Regions from separate parts of the Mus musculus genome. Here all the other regions are linked to region 4. A link is a contact called in public ChIA-PET and Hi-C data. All regions are on one chromosome and are shown on one strand. Each heading gives the region's core, a stretch centred on a gene start, on an enhancer-like site or on the middle of the called end of the contact. The rest is flanking DNA. Distances are from core to core; before and after follow the strand shown. Region 1 overlaps Armc2 (armadillo repeat containing 2). Region 2 has its middle 12 kb from the start of Gm51798. Region 3 overlaps Armc2 (armadillo repeat containing 2). Region 4 overlaps Ostm1 (osteopetrosis associated transmembrane protein 1). Region 5 overlaps Sesn1 (sestrin 1).

Region 1 (2,700 bases), core at 177-2,676, 760 kb before region 4:
CAAACTCAGCTCACTTCACCCAGGGCTGGGAGTAAGATTTGTTGTCAACAGAAATAACACACCACTCTCAAACATGTCTGCTGCAAACTTACGAAGTTCAGATGTGGCTAAACACACATTTACACACATCTGTGCTCTTTCAAAGGGAAAATCTACAGGAACATTGGACCGTTTTAATGACATTTAATGTGCTTGTCTCATGCAACAAATCAAGAGCTGGGGGCTTGGCTAGCTAACTGTGGTCCATGAGATTTCCCCCCGGGCAGGTCCTTCTGAAGGTCCCAAGGGCCCCACCTCATTCCTCCCTCATGGGCTACTCTGATTGGTGCTGCATGCCTGCCAAGGATGGCAGCTGGTCCCAGGACAACTTGTTTTGACAAAAGTCTGGCAGAGAACATTGGGAGAAGAGTCTAACACAACGTAACATAACATCTTGTTTTCCCTGAGAAATTGTCTCTGTAGCTAGGGAGAGCTCAGTGGGAGAGCACATGTTTAATGTGACACCAACCCCCCTTCCACCTCCACGGGCACACACTTACACACACACACACACACACACACAGAGAGAGAGAGAGAGAGAGAGAGAGACAGAGAGACAGAGAGACAGAGACAGAGAGACAGAGAGACAGAAAGACAGAGACACAGAGACAGAGACACAGAGAGAGACAGAGACACAAACACAGACACAGAGATAGAGACAGAGACAGAGAGCAAACAGGTCAAAAATTGTCAGCTGCCCAAGCAAAAGCAAGGAGGCAGCCCAACATTCACTGGAGAAGCTCATAGCTGGTCTTGGCTGGTCTTGTCAGTTGTTCCCTTCTTTAACATGCTTACCCTACGTCATGGTGACCTGAGTTAGCACTTGAGACCCCTGGAGGTTCATCTCAAAGTCACTTCATACACACTGAAGGACGCGTCTTAGGGAACCACCTCATTTGTGTTACAGGTTCTCCCAGCTGCAGCTCAGCACAAGCTCGGGCAGGAGTTTCTTAGAGACGGACTCTCGGGTCCCACCCCAGACCTCAGCCAGAACCAGCCAGGGTGAGGCCCAGCAACCTGCATCCCCAAAGCTTCCCGAGAGATTCATTCCAGTGTGGAGCCTGGGATTAAACTGAGAAACCTCTGTTGTCCTTTTTATTGTATGGCTTTACAAAAACACACAAATTCGTATTCCTCCTGGGTCATCCTCACAGCAAGATGTGTAGAGATTAAAAGTGAAGGCCACCCACCCCCTTGTTCATTTTCAGCACACTCAGAAAAGCCTGCTCTAAATGCTCAGTCACACTTAACAGCTGTAAGGGCAGCGATAGGTCAGATGCTTGCTTTGGGTACTCGATCATGTAATTTCTCTCCTTTTTCCCCTTTAACAAAAACAACAGCAGATGGGGAAGAGATATTTCACATCTCCCATCAGCAGTGAGTCCGGTACAGGATTTCCCCCTCAGTGTGCTGTGGAAGTAACTGGCCACAGCTTCCTGTGTAGCACTCTGCCCCCTGATAACATCACTTTGTGTGTGCGTGTGTGGAGGGGGGGCAGGGTATAGGTGACATTTGTCAGTATGAAGCTTTTTTTTTGTTTTGTTTTGTTTGGGGGGGGGTCTCATGTAGCCCAGGCTAGCATCTAACTCATGATCCCCCTGCCTCAGCTTCCTCAGAGCTAGGACTAGAGGTATATGTTTCAATTTTAGAATCTACAGTCTTGAAAATCACAACAGGCTCACACTAGTAAGCCCAGCACGAATAGTATTGGTCAGTGCCAGCCTGGTGGGTTCCATGATAGCCTAGGTTTCATAGCAAGACCACGTGACCAACAGAGAAAGAAAGAGTGGGGGGAAAGGGAAGGAGGGAGGGAGAAAGAGAGAGAGAGAGGGAGAGGGAGAGAAGGACAGAGGGAGGGAGGGAAAAAGAGAGAAAGAAAGAGAAAAAGAGATGATAGATTGATTTAAAACACACACACAATTATAAATGGCAGTGTGATGTCACGTTAACACGGCTCTTGTCAATGAGCCAAGTTGTCCCCAGTGTGAAGGGTGACACGTCTCCATGTTGGTGTTGCTGAGAGAACACAGTGGGCACTCAGGGCAGCCCTCTCTCAGAGGATTAGAAAATGTGTGTGTGTCACGGAGAATACACTCCAGGTGCCAGTTAGAGGCAGACATGTAGACAGGGCACCCCAAACCAGACACAGACAAGAAGGGTCTGACACTAGGAACTGAACCCAGAACCTTTCACTGTGCCGATCTCTGAGTTACTCCCCCAGACCCAGGCTGGTGGTCCACTCCTTATTTTATTCAATACTAGTTTTTAAATTATCTTTATTTTATGTGTATGGGTGTTTTGGCTGCATGCATATCTGTGCACCACTTGTGTGTCCGGTGCCGGCAGAGGCTGGAAGAGGGCATCAACCCTGGGACTGGAGTTACAGACGTTCGTGAGCTGCCATGGGAGTGCTGGAGACAGAGCCAGGGTCTCTGCAGGAGCAGTCAGTGCTCTGAATCGCTGAGCCAGCTCTCCAGCTCCTCAACATGATTTTTTATATGCATAATAGTTTCAAATTTTTCTGGGTCAATAAATGTTAAGTGATAAGTGGTTTACATACATGGACACAAAGACAGCACACAAAGGACCATCTTGTAGGTAAGGAAGACAGTTCAGAATTTAGAGAAACCCTTTCCCAGTTAATGCGTTCACAAATTTGGA
Region 2 (2,700 bases), core at 4-2,503, 670 kb before region 4:
ATAGTTTAAAGGTTGTTTGTTTGCTTTTTCATTATTGAGAAATGAAGACTATTATTTTGGACGTTAGACCCTTCCTACAGATTGTGCAGCTATCTTCTCCAAACTGAAGCATTCTGTTCTGGGGAGAGGAAGGGGAAAACTCGAAGGCTTAGAAAGCTCAGGAACATTACAGGAAGCTCAGAAAGCTACTAGCCTCACACACAATCCCTCCCACAGCAATTGCCCTGGAGCGGAGCCTTTTTGGTGTTGCTGCCTACAAACTGGGCTACAGGCTCTTGGATGTGGCTTACATGCACTGCTAGCTGGGGTAGGAGACTTTGGGTGATGGAACTGGTCACCCATGCTTCTGCCAATAACCGTAATAAACTCATTTGTTCAGCAAGTAAGACTTTGGGGGAGTGGTTTCCTTACTTCTCCTTGGTGCCCCAACTGTAGTGAACAGACATTTGGTCACACCTCCTGAGGAATATTCACACAACATCCCGTGTGGAATTGGCAGAGTCTCCCATTCTATTGGGTTTTGGGAGGTAGGGGCAGAGGTTGTTTGTTTTTGAGACAGGGTTTCTCTGGGCAGCTCTGGCTGGCCTCGAACTCACTCTGTAGAGCAGGCTGGCCTCAAACTTGGAGATCCACCTGCCTCTGCCTCCCAAGTGCTGGGATTTGCTCAGACTGTTGTCTGAGTTGCCACCCTGCTCATTCCCTAGTGGTTATTTTCACTTTCTTGATAAAATCCTTCAATGTTACAGGTTCTTAGATTTGTTAGGGTCTAATTTACCCCAGCCCCTGTGTATTGCTTCTGCGTTTGATCCCAGACCCAAGACCCCATTTCATTAAGGTCATGATGCTTTCCTCCTGTGTTCTTCTAAAAGTTTTATTGGTTTAGCTCTTGACATAAGCTATTGATCTATTTTGAGTTTCCTCTTACATGTGGTGTAATAACTAAGCTTCATTCTTTGGCTTGGTCTATCTCGTCTGGACTGTTGAAAAGAGGAGAAATATTTTTTGAGGCAGTGGTATACTGTGGTCACCTAAATGATGCAGGGCCTGGGGAACCAGCGTGGTTTTCAGGGTCTCAGTGTGTAAGCTACTGGAGAGTGGAGCAGGGTGGACTGCTGTGGCCAGCTGAGGAGACAAATCACTCCCTCTCGGCTGGAGCAGCGTCAGCAGGCACCCGGACTCCCATGAGCGGCTGGAGTAGAGAGGAGAGATGGCTCTTGATAGCGCCAAGGTCAAACTTTGCTGAGGCAGCAGCAGTGGTGAGCCAAGGCCACCAGAGGGCACAGCAGAGGTGGTACCCAGTGGGAACACATGAAATGGCCTCTTGGGGTCACGTGGCAGCCAGAGAAGCTGCTCGGAGGCTAGGAGGGAAAGGGCATGGAGCCAGGTGGCGGTGGCGGTTCGGAGCCCCACGGAGGTAGATCATTACGGTGGCAGGTCGGAGCCCCACGAGCCGGGTCTTTACGGTGGCAGTGGCAGGTCGGAGCCCCAGACCATTGCCGAGAGTCATTGCTTGTCCTCTACCACAAGGAATGAGTTACAGTTCCCTTCCCTTTTCAAAATGCAGCTCAAAAGAGCGCGTTCTGTCTTCAGGGCCCCAGCTCTCTGTGAGAAACTCTGCACCAGACTTGAAAATTAAGCTGTGTTTGCCAAACATAGTTTTTGAATGACTGCTTTTTAAGGTCACTGATCATATATGCAGCAGAGAAAATATAGGAAGAAAGAGGGATCATTGACTTAAAACTTGTGGGGAAGGGAGTCCCGAAAAGCTAATAGGCTTCTGTAATAGTCACCTGTTTCAAAATTTTCAGATGTCAGGGCAACAGCTCATCCTTACTTTCACACAATTCCTGGGCATTTTTCATTATGCAGTAAGCGTAAGATTTGAAATTAAGTTTCCAGATGAAGGAAGAGATCCCCACCCTAAGGCCTTCCTGTCACATAACTAAGACAACTGAGGACAATAACCCCCCTGAAAGGGTTAATTCTGCAAAACAAAACAGCCCCCCCAAACCCCCAAAGAAAAAACAACAAAAAAAGAAAACAAAAACAAACAAACAAACAAAAATGAACCCCAGAGAAAACCACGAGGTGCTTTTTGGAACATTCCTGATAACGCACACATCTGTATTACACTCTCAACCCCATGGGCCTGGTGCCATCTCTGAATAGCAGAGAAACACTGAGCCAATGCCTGACAGGATCGTTCAGAGCCAGAACCCCAGGAAAGCCCCAATAATAACTAAAATCTACAAAAGGAAACAGCGGTAAGGCCCATTGCCCTTTTATTAAAGATGCTATTTCAAACCTGCCCCACTGCTGAAATCGGGGGGGGGGGGGGGGCGCTGATCTGGCAGCGGCAGCAACCACACGGTGGTATCAGGTGGTATCAGCCCGAGGGAGATACATTTATAGGCATCAACAACCTAAAAGAAGGATGCTCTAAAAGTGGTTTGAAAGAAGGACACTTTGGACCCGTTAAACACAACACAAATGTTACAATGTGTGTAAGCCAGCGGCCTCTGCATGTCTAGTGAGGGTGGTGGCCTAAGCGGAGTACAGCAGCGTATCCATCCACTTTATGAACTGAGTCAGGTAAATGATACAGCGGTCAAGGGTACCTGCCAGTAGCTTTGTTGAGGCAGGAGAGGAGAATCACAATGAAGTTTTTCCTTCTGTTCTTTAAAACATTGTTAAGGTTGC
Region 3 (2,700 bases), core at 5-2,504, 720 kb before region 4:
GCCCTGACTGCTCTTCCAGAGGTCCTGAGTTCAGTTCCCAGCAACCACATGGTGGCTCACAAGCATCTGCTATGGGATCCGATGCCCTCTTCTGGTGTGTCTGAAGAGAGCAACCATGTACTCACATTAAACAAACAAAACAAACAAGCATGTAATTCTAAAAGTAAATACAAATAGCCACGCAGTATAAGAAGACCGCCGCTCATAGTCCTAGGTAATTAATCCACTTAGAGGCCAAAGGATATGAACAGACTCAGTATTGAAGAAGGCAAACAAAAAGCCAGAAGTTGTTAAGTCAACAACAGTCAATTTCCTTGACATATATAGGAAACACTTAAATTTGCTAGAAAGCAGGTTGGGGAGATGGCTCGGTGGGTAAGGCACCTGCTGCTGCAAGCTTCAGGACCCAGGCTTGGATCCCCAGCACATATAAAAGAAGCCAGGCATGGTGCTGTAACCCCAGAGCAGAGGAGCAGAAACAGGCAGATCCTGCGAGCTCACTGACCAGCTCAGTGTGGCCAGAATGTGGCTCCATGTCCAACGAGAGACCATCTCAAAAAATATGGTAAAGGGTTCGAGAAAAAGACTCTGACATTGAGCTGTGGCATCATCTATTGGAGTAGGAACCTGCTCTAACACATCAAAACCCCAAATTACTAGAAATTCAGGCTTTAAATCCATGTGGTCTTAAAAAAAAAACAAAAAACCAAAACGAAACCCCTACACAGTGTGCTTTTCAATGTAAAGCTGAGCGATCAACTAGTTCCCCAGGAAGAGTGAAATCAGTCAACATGCTCCCCCCAGGAAGAAATGATTATCAAGATGAGTCAGAAATCACCCAAGTTTAGTTACCTCCAGACCCTTCTGAGACTTCTCAGACTCATTTTGAGAAGTTAGCTAAACACTGTGGTATAAGAATTTCTTCTCGGTCGTCTCCCAGGAATCCCCACTAATGTGGTTGTGTCTTGCTATGGCCTTGCTTCTGTATCCCCATGTGGTCCTCACTGCCCCCATCACCTCCATTCCATACCCTATCCCCAGTGAATTCTAGAAACTGAAGCATGTCTACAAACACACAGTGTGGCCCAGTCTTGGGGAACAACTTCAAATTTTAAAAAGGACTTTCATCTAGGTTCACTGCTTGCTAAATATAAAAATAATGATTCAACAGGAAAATTGGGTAAGTCAGGCAAGAAATACTGCCTGTTTTTGAAGATTCTGCTGTCTCCGTGGTTATAGCTGTTAACCACAGCTTTCAGCTTTGGACCCAACAGCTTGATACATTGTTAGCATTGGCTGGTGTTTTTAGCATGCAAACGTAAACCCCTTAGCAACAATGTTGTCTAGGGAATTGGAAGGCTTAGATTCTCCTGAGTTCTAGATACATTGCAGGTGACCACTAACTGTCTCCTTACTGGTGAGGGGCTAGTTTGAAGATAACATCTTTTACACGGTGCTAGATTGATATCATTTATCATCATTTTTTATTTTTGTTGAGACAAGGTCTTACTGTAGCTCAGAATGGCCTGCAATTCATAACCCTGTCTCTGTTTCCAAAATGTTCAGATTATAGATGTGTACTCATAGAGCCCGACATAAACTTTTGTGTGAAATGAAAAAAAAAAACTATGAAGAATATAACAGACACTGTCCTACCCTGAATAGTTTGGTTCAATGCTAATAATGTGCTACGTTTGTATCTTTTTATTTTAAAGACAACAACAACAACAAAAACCTTGAAGGCTTAAAACCTTCTTATGCCTGCCTTATCTAGATCCTTCCCCATGGGGGGGGGGGTCACCAGCCTTTGAAATGGGGGTGACAGCATGTTTGTTTTTCTAGGTGTGACACAGAGCTCCCTAACTCTTGTTTCCACAACTTAAGGTTTCACCTGCTGCTTGTGTTGTACAGTCAATGTTACAATGTTACAGTGTTACAATGTTACAGTGTTACAATGTTACAGTGGTATAGTGTAACAAATGTTCCCTGGCTCATTTTTCTCACTGCCTGACTTTGCACCATTTCTAACCATTGGTCTGTATTATTTCATATTTCCTCAGGCAGAATAAAGTCCCTAAAGGGCTTTCATAATATAGTTTCATTTAATGTAACAGACAGCTGTCCTACCCTGACTAGTTTGGTCCAATGTTAACAATGTGCCACATTTGTATCTTTTTCTTTATTTTAAAGACAAAAACAAAAAACAAAAAATCTTGAAGAATTAAAACCTTCTTCATTTAAGTGGGCAATGCTTTTGAACTTAAGTTTAGATTTACACTGATATTAAATCTGCACACAAACCCTCCAGATACCTTCAAGCTATAATTTCTGTGAGTTTCTGTCTACATTGAAGGCAGCAGACCTGGATACTGGTTTAAGACGGCAGTGAAAAATGAAAACTTAGAAAACAAATGGTTTCTGAGCAAGTTGGATCCAGTTCCTGAAGTTGTCGAACAGAGTTACTAAGGGCTCGGTGTGGCACTCTAGACTCTCCTTGACTTCCACCTAACATTTGTCTTTGAAAAACAAGTCACACTGTTTAACAGCACAAAGATCTTGAGAATGAAGGATGCTGAAGGCGGAGAGGCACACTCACCTGCTCTGGATGCTGAAGGCGGAGAGGCACACTCACCTGCTCTGGATGCTGAAGGAGGAGAGGCACTCTCACCTGCTCTGGATGCTGAAGGAGGAGAGGCACTC
Region 4 (2,700 bases), core at 28-2,527:
GCTTTTTTTCTCCTAGCAGAAGAAATTGTTCTCAACTATCAGTAGATTTTTAACGCTGTTTTAAATGATGTTTGGATTGCAAAAATATACTAAGACATTAAAGAGAACTTTAATTAAACTTTAAGTAAAGAGACTATAATATGATATTTGTTTCTCTAGATGAACATTACTCGGAAGCTTTGGAGTCGAACCTTCAACTGTTCGGTCACCTGCAGCGACACGGTGTCCGTGGTTGCTGTGTCTGTGTTCATTCTCTTCCTGCCTGTCGTCTTCTACCTCAGTAGCTTCCTTCACTCAGAGCAAAAGAAACGCAAACTCATTCTACGTAAGTTCCCTTCTGTAGTCATCCATCCATTTAGCCGAGCACCTACGTAAAAGATTACGGGGTCAAAAAAGATTACGGGGTCAAGGGGCTGGGGGTACAGCGTCAAAGCTCTTACCTGTATGCACAAGGCCGTGGATTCAACCTTCATCATCATAATGTAGGGGAAAGGTACAGATCTATTTAAGAAAGATGTGGCTAGTGCCTTTACCTGCCGAGCCATCACCAGACTTTGTGCTCTTTCTTTATGGCACGCAGGCAGTAAGCCGGCGGCTTTGCTGCTGCTGACAGCTGAGGTCACTTAACTCTCTCATTTGTTTGTTCTACTTGATTCGTCTCCCTTGATTGGATCATAAAGATCATCAGAAGAAGAAGTTGTTTCCTTGTATACCGTCTGTCATATTGCCAGTACCTAGAAAGTGCCCGGGCATAGTGAGTGCTCGCAGACATTTGTTGTACAAAAGAATACTATAGTCTGTTTTAATGTTAGCATCAAAATACTATCCCTGTGAAATTCTTTATGGAAAAAAAATCTTGGATCAAATAATGTCAGGCAATATGGCTTTCAGGAGGCAGAAGCAGATGGATCCTTGAGTTAAAGCCAGCCTGGTCTACATGACGAGTTCTAAGCCAGCCATGGCTTCACAGGTCAAACCTGACTCAAAAACAAACAAATTAACACAGCAAAAGACCAAAGCAAATAAACAATAAAACCATACAGAGAGAAAGACAGACAGACAGACAGACACATACAATAACCCCAAATACTCGTGTGAGTGAAGAGTTCATGTGCCGATGCTCATGGCCGATTGCTCTCCCTCCCCCCACCTCCTGCCTTCCTCCCTGCATGAACTGATGACATGTGACTGCTCTGTGGCATGGTTATGTCTTTGAGAGTTGTGCAGAGCTTAAAACAAGGCAAGGAAATAGAGGCGCCTGAGCCCTGCTGCAGCTCCTCCTATGAGGCCAGCAGTTCTCAGATCTCAGCCTGTGCCACTCCCACCACGGGTGCCACTCCCACTGCAGGTGACACTGTGGGTTTTCAGTTCTAGAGCATGAGAAACATTTGCACTCAACTGTTCAACGCACGACCTCGCCAGGTGGCTATGGGCCATGATTCTATTTAAACCTAGTGGCTCAATGCCATGGCCATCATAATCATAGCTGAATATTACATATTTTGCTAATAGTGCTATATGTGATATATAACTCAACTTTAAAAGAACCATTCTTTTTAAAACTAGAGTCTTTTTTTCTTATTTATTTATTTATTTATTTATTTATTTTTGACTCATGGTTTCTCTGTGTAGCTCTGGCTATCCTGGAACTTGTGCAGTAGACCAGGCTGGCTTCAAACTCATAGAGATCCACTTCTGTCCGCTGGGATTAAAGGTTCCTGCCACTGCTGCCAACTCAGAATAATGTATTTCATTGTGACATTTACACACACACACACACACACACACACACACACACACAATATGTGTGTTTTGTTGTTCTTGCTTGGTGTTAGGTATTGAAGCTAGAACTTTATAAGTGTTAGCAATACCCTTTACCACTGAACTGGCGCCCAGCATGAATGTGTTGAGATAGGGTCTCGCCGTGTAGCACAGGCTAGCCTGGAATTTGCTATGTAGGCCAGGCTGGCTTCAAACTCACAATCCTCCATTCTTAATCTCCTAAGTTCCAGGATCACAGGCACACACCGCGTGCCCTACTTGAAAAAAAAATGCTTTTGTCTGAAAATAGAGGCAATGTTCTGTCCTTCGGTACGTATTCTTTCCTTTCCCTGATTGTATTAGCTATGGTGGTGTCTTGGTCCAGCTCTTAGGAGGAATTCTTCAGACTTCGTAATTAACAATGACTGGGGTAGAAGCTTTGTAAACACTCTTGTCTTTTAAGAGATGTTTAGAGCTTGATTTCTAGCTTGGACTTTCCTTGTTATTCTTTATGTACACGTTAACATTGCAGTGCTCAAGAAAGCGTGGATGCCTGTTTTATTAGGTACTGCTCTTAACAAAGTCATGGGTAGTAGCTTCTACTTAATTTAATTTTATGCTCTTCATTAAAAAAAAAACCTTAGGTTTTACGTCTAGGAAAATTGGATCAAGCCATGTTAAGCCAATCAATAGACAATATAGTGGTTTGCATGTAAGCACTGGGTAAGCCCTCGAGAGCAGGAATTTAAACTCAGCCCTGTGTCTCTCCCCAGCCAAACGTCTCAAGTCGAGCACCAGTTTTGCCAACATTCAAGAAAATGCCACCTGAAGCCTGCAAAACGGGGACTCGACCTCACGTTGTGCCAGTAAGTGTTAGACCACAGCACAGTCGAGAAGAAGATGAGCCAAGGTCGGACAAGTTGCATTCTCACGAAATGT
Region 5 (2,700 bases), core at 164-2,663, 820 kb before region 4:
AGCTGAAGCTGGTGTTGTAAATGTTTACGCTCTCCCCATCCTTTGATACATTATCAAAGAAAAATAACACATGCATTCTGGTTTGGTTTGTTTTTTTTTTTTTTTTTTACTGCAGTCTGCACTATTATTAGCAAACCTGTGTTTTAACAAGTCTGACAAATTTAGAAAATAATGGATGATCACAGCAAGTCAAGCCAGTCTACTTACAATATTGCGATTTAGGGAACCAAAACTAGCAATTGTCAGGGTGGGTGTTGGAGTAGGTAGGGGCTTAGGGTTTCAAACATGCCAGGCATGTGCTCTCCAACCAGCCATGGCCCAGCAAAGGATTTACAGTGAGTGCCAAAAGGGACTCAGGCCAGTGAATGGCTCAGCCTGGTTTGACTCCATCATAATCACCACCCTTCTACCTCCCCACCCCTTTCACCTCCCCACCCCCTCAGCCTCCTTCTACCTCCCCCCACCCACACTACACTACCATCCATCTTCCATGGACAGGTAGCAGGCAGAGAACAAAATTAGCCTCTGATCTTCACACCCACTCCAAGGCACATGTGCCCACAACAGACATCATGCACATGCATGTAAATACATACATACATACAAAATAAATTAAAGAGAAAATTAAGCGTAGCCCTTGGAAATTTTCACAGGAAATACTGGAAATTGCTTTAGAATGCTTTCTGAATTCAGCAAGACAAAGCAAAGTGAAAGAAACCTAACCTTTGTTTGTTCCTGCCTGTATTGTAAATTAGCCTTCAGAGTAAGGGAGTGCTGAGACCTGAAAAAACTGTACATGACAGTGACACCAGCAACACTCTGGAAACGTCTCCAGAATCCTCAGGAAACGTGTCCAAGGCGGCTGTGGCCTGCCAAGGAGGAAAAACAGGACCTGGGCCGCCTTCAGTTTGAAGGCCATGTTTGTGTCTGGCTGATCTAACCATTGTTATACTCTTGGAGGTGCTCTGCTGCCTTTCAGTATTCAAGTTTCCCATGAATGTTGGAAATTGTTAGGTCATTTAAAAAGAATTTCTTATAAAGATTCCAACTCTTATTTCCAACCTGTACAAAGAAAGTTTTCCACAAATTCTATATTTTTATTTAAATGCATTAATGGCAATTTTAGTATATATCCTATTTAATATATATTCTATGTGTCATATGAAGATGAAAGAAATAAATGATTGGTATGATATTAATATATTTTTTCAAGAGTTGATGAAGAGATTTTTATCAGTTACTTTTAACCTGGGACAGTGTATCCTGCTTTATAAGTTGTTGTGTTCTGCTCTGACATCTGACACTATATAATTTAAAAGAAAAAAAATTGAAGGTTGCACCCCATTGGTATCTGGAGCAGTTGAAGTCTTCGTGTTTGTCTGCTTTGTGATTGGCTGATGTGTTGCTAGGCATGTGTTTTGTTCTTAGAGAAAGTTAAAAAGTTGAGGGTGACCCATTTGAAGTGCACCCTGTGGCTTTGCCTGCCCTGCCCTCTCCTTCCCTCCCCTCCCCCATCTGCTGAAGTTTAGAATTGTTTTTTAACCCATCATTTTGTAAAGTTAGCATACAGTATCTTAACATTTTTTTAAGTTCTAATTGTGTCTGGTGCACAGACTAAAATACAGATTTCATTTTTAATCTCTTTTGGAGTGAGTTTTTAAATTTAGGTATAAATGAAGTAATAGCTCCAAAAGCTATTTTTTAAATTACACAATATCTATATATTCATAGTCTAAGACATCTTTTCTACTTGCTTATGTCATGTATTTAGTGTCTTGAGCTACCTTTGACTTGTATCAGCATGTCCCCTCAAAACCTTTGGTAACGTCTAGAGTCGTAGAAGACCAACAGTCAATCCCCACACTCGCCTCTCCTGGACCTCCTAATAGTTCCAATCTGATCCATTCCCTTTTAATTTGATGATGCTGAGAAGTGACTGTCTGCTGACTGAATGATGCTATTTAACTTCATCTCAATAGAGCCACCTCCCTATCACTTCACCCTAACTGGCCCTGTGGATAGTTAAAGCCAAGCTGGGTTACACAATGTTCCACACGTCTTGTCAGACAATGGTCTGTACACAGCCAGTGTCTGACTTGCATGTGCCGGCCTGACTTAACAAGTGAGTTATACATGCTGCTCGGCAACCTTGTCTTGCCAGTGCAAGAAAGAAATCAAAGCGGCCTGGAAGTATCTGTAGCTTCCCAAGGAGGAGGGAGAGGCTAAAAACAGCTAACCCTGGAACAAGCTGAGCTGCCCTGCCTCTGAGGACTTATGCAGCCCCCAAGTCTCCATATCTTTAACAAAACTATATTGAACTGGTTGTCAAGCCCACACTGAGCCAATACTTTAATTGACACGCCACTTTAAAGTCTACATGCTCTCGCTGCTGGTGGGCGCACACAAAGGCACCTGGGAGGCAGCAGCTCAAGCCCTCAGAGCTTAATGATGTGCATCTCTAAGAGACAAACGAGATAGAGATAATGCACTGTCACTCACGGTGAGTACTGTGAGCTAGCTTAGGCCCTAAGACCTTTCTCTTACCAGAGAGGAATACAAGTACTGTGAGGCACAGTTACTAGGTCAGGTGGGCAAAGTAAGATAGCCCTGATGATCTGGAGGTCACAGAGATCTGAGAAGAAATACTAGGTGGAGTAACAGGGAGAGAGGCTCTGAGACAAAGACTCCCACACCCACACC

Evidence for each region. A called contact is a pair of places that touch in the nucleus more often than the background predicts. ChIA-PET counts read pairs in DNA pulled down with a chosen protein or histone mark.
Region 1: a contact with region 4 is called in an RNA polymerase II ChIA-PET map of memory CD8 T cells, with 6 read pairs. The contact joins two enhancer-like sites.
Region 2: a contact with region 4 is called in an RNA polymerase II ChIA-PET map of memory CD8 T cells, with 5 read pairs. The contact joins two enhancer-like sites. A contact is called at or near these places in 2 of 115 datasets of contacts at active chromatin or transcription factors (embryonic stem cells and memory CD8 T cells).
Region 3: a contact with region 4 is called in an RNA polymerase II ChIA-PET map of memory CD8 T cells, with 10 read pairs. The contact joins two enhancer-like sites. A contact is called at or near these places in 4 of 39 promoter capture datasets (3T3-L1-derived adipocytes, embryonic stem cells, hippocampal neurons and 1 more) and 2 of 115 datasets of contacts at active chromatin or transcription factors (kidney and memory CD8 T cells).
Region 5: a contact with region 4 is called in a Hi-C map of CD8 T cells, with 2.2 times the contacts expected there. The contact joins two enhancer-like sites. A contact is called at or near these places in 3 of 484 Hi-C or Micro-C datasets (CD4 T cells and CD8 T cells) and 3 of 115 datasets of contacts at active chromatin or transcription factors (astrocytes, embryonic stem cells and memory CD8 T cells).

What each region holds. Positions count from the first base shown.
Region 1 is chr10:41,935,960-41,938,659 of GRCm38.p6, forward strand. All of the region lies in intron 12 of Armc2 (armadillo repeat containing 2), which reads right to left. Among named protein-coding and RNA genes, the nearest start is that of Gm33058, 22 kb to the right of the region's middle. Within about 2 kb of position 1,427, at least 71 of the 459 cell types and tissues checked have an H3K27ac peak or open chromatin away from gene starts, as enhancers often do. A contact at or near this core is called in memory CD8 T cells, where this site is marked.
Region 2 is chr10:42,029,943-42,032,642 of GRCm38.p6, forward strand. No RefSeq gene overlaps it. Among named protein-coding and RNA genes, the nearest start is that of Gm51798, 12 kb to the right of the region's middle. Within about 2 kb of position 1,254, at least 61 of the 459 cell types and tissues checked have an H3K27ac peak or open chromatin away from gene starts, as enhancers often do. A contact at or near this core is called in memory CD8 T cells, where this site is marked.
Region 3 is chr10:41,977,782-41,980,481 of GRCm38.p6, forward strand. All of the region lies in intron 6 of Armc2 (armadillo repeat containing 2), which reads right to left. Among named protein-coding and RNA genes, the nearest start is that of Gm33058, 20 kb to the left of the region's middle. Within about 2 kb of position 1,255, at least 78 of the 459 cell types and tissues checked have an H3K27ac peak or open chromatin away from gene starts, as enhancers often do. A contact at or near this core is called in memory CD8 T cells, where this site is marked.
Region 4 is chr10:42,697,949-42,700,648 of GRCm38.p6, forward strand. It overlaps Ostm1 (osteopetrosis associated transmembrane protein 1), which reads left to right. Exons shown (of 6, transcript NM_172416.3): 5 at 160-325; 6 at 2,535-2,700. The coding sequence ends at 2,590. Among named protein-coding and RNA genes, the nearest start is that of Ostm1, 20 kb to the left of the region's middle. Within about 2 kb of position 1,278, at least 36 of the 459 cell types and tissues checked have an H3K27ac peak or open chromatin away from gene starts, as enhancers often do. A contact at or near this core is called in CD8 T cells and memory CD8 T cells, where this site is marked.
Region 5 is chr10:41,879,543-41,882,242 of GRCm38.p6, forward strand. The region is part of intron 1 of Sesn1 (sestrin 1); the gene reads left to right. Among named protein-coding and RNA genes, the nearest start is that of Sesn1, 70 kb to the left of the region's middle. Within about 2 kb of position 1,414, at least 47 of the 459 cell types and tissues checked have an H3K27ac peak or open chromatin away from gene starts, as enhancers often do. A contact at or near this core is called in CD8 T cells, where this site is marked.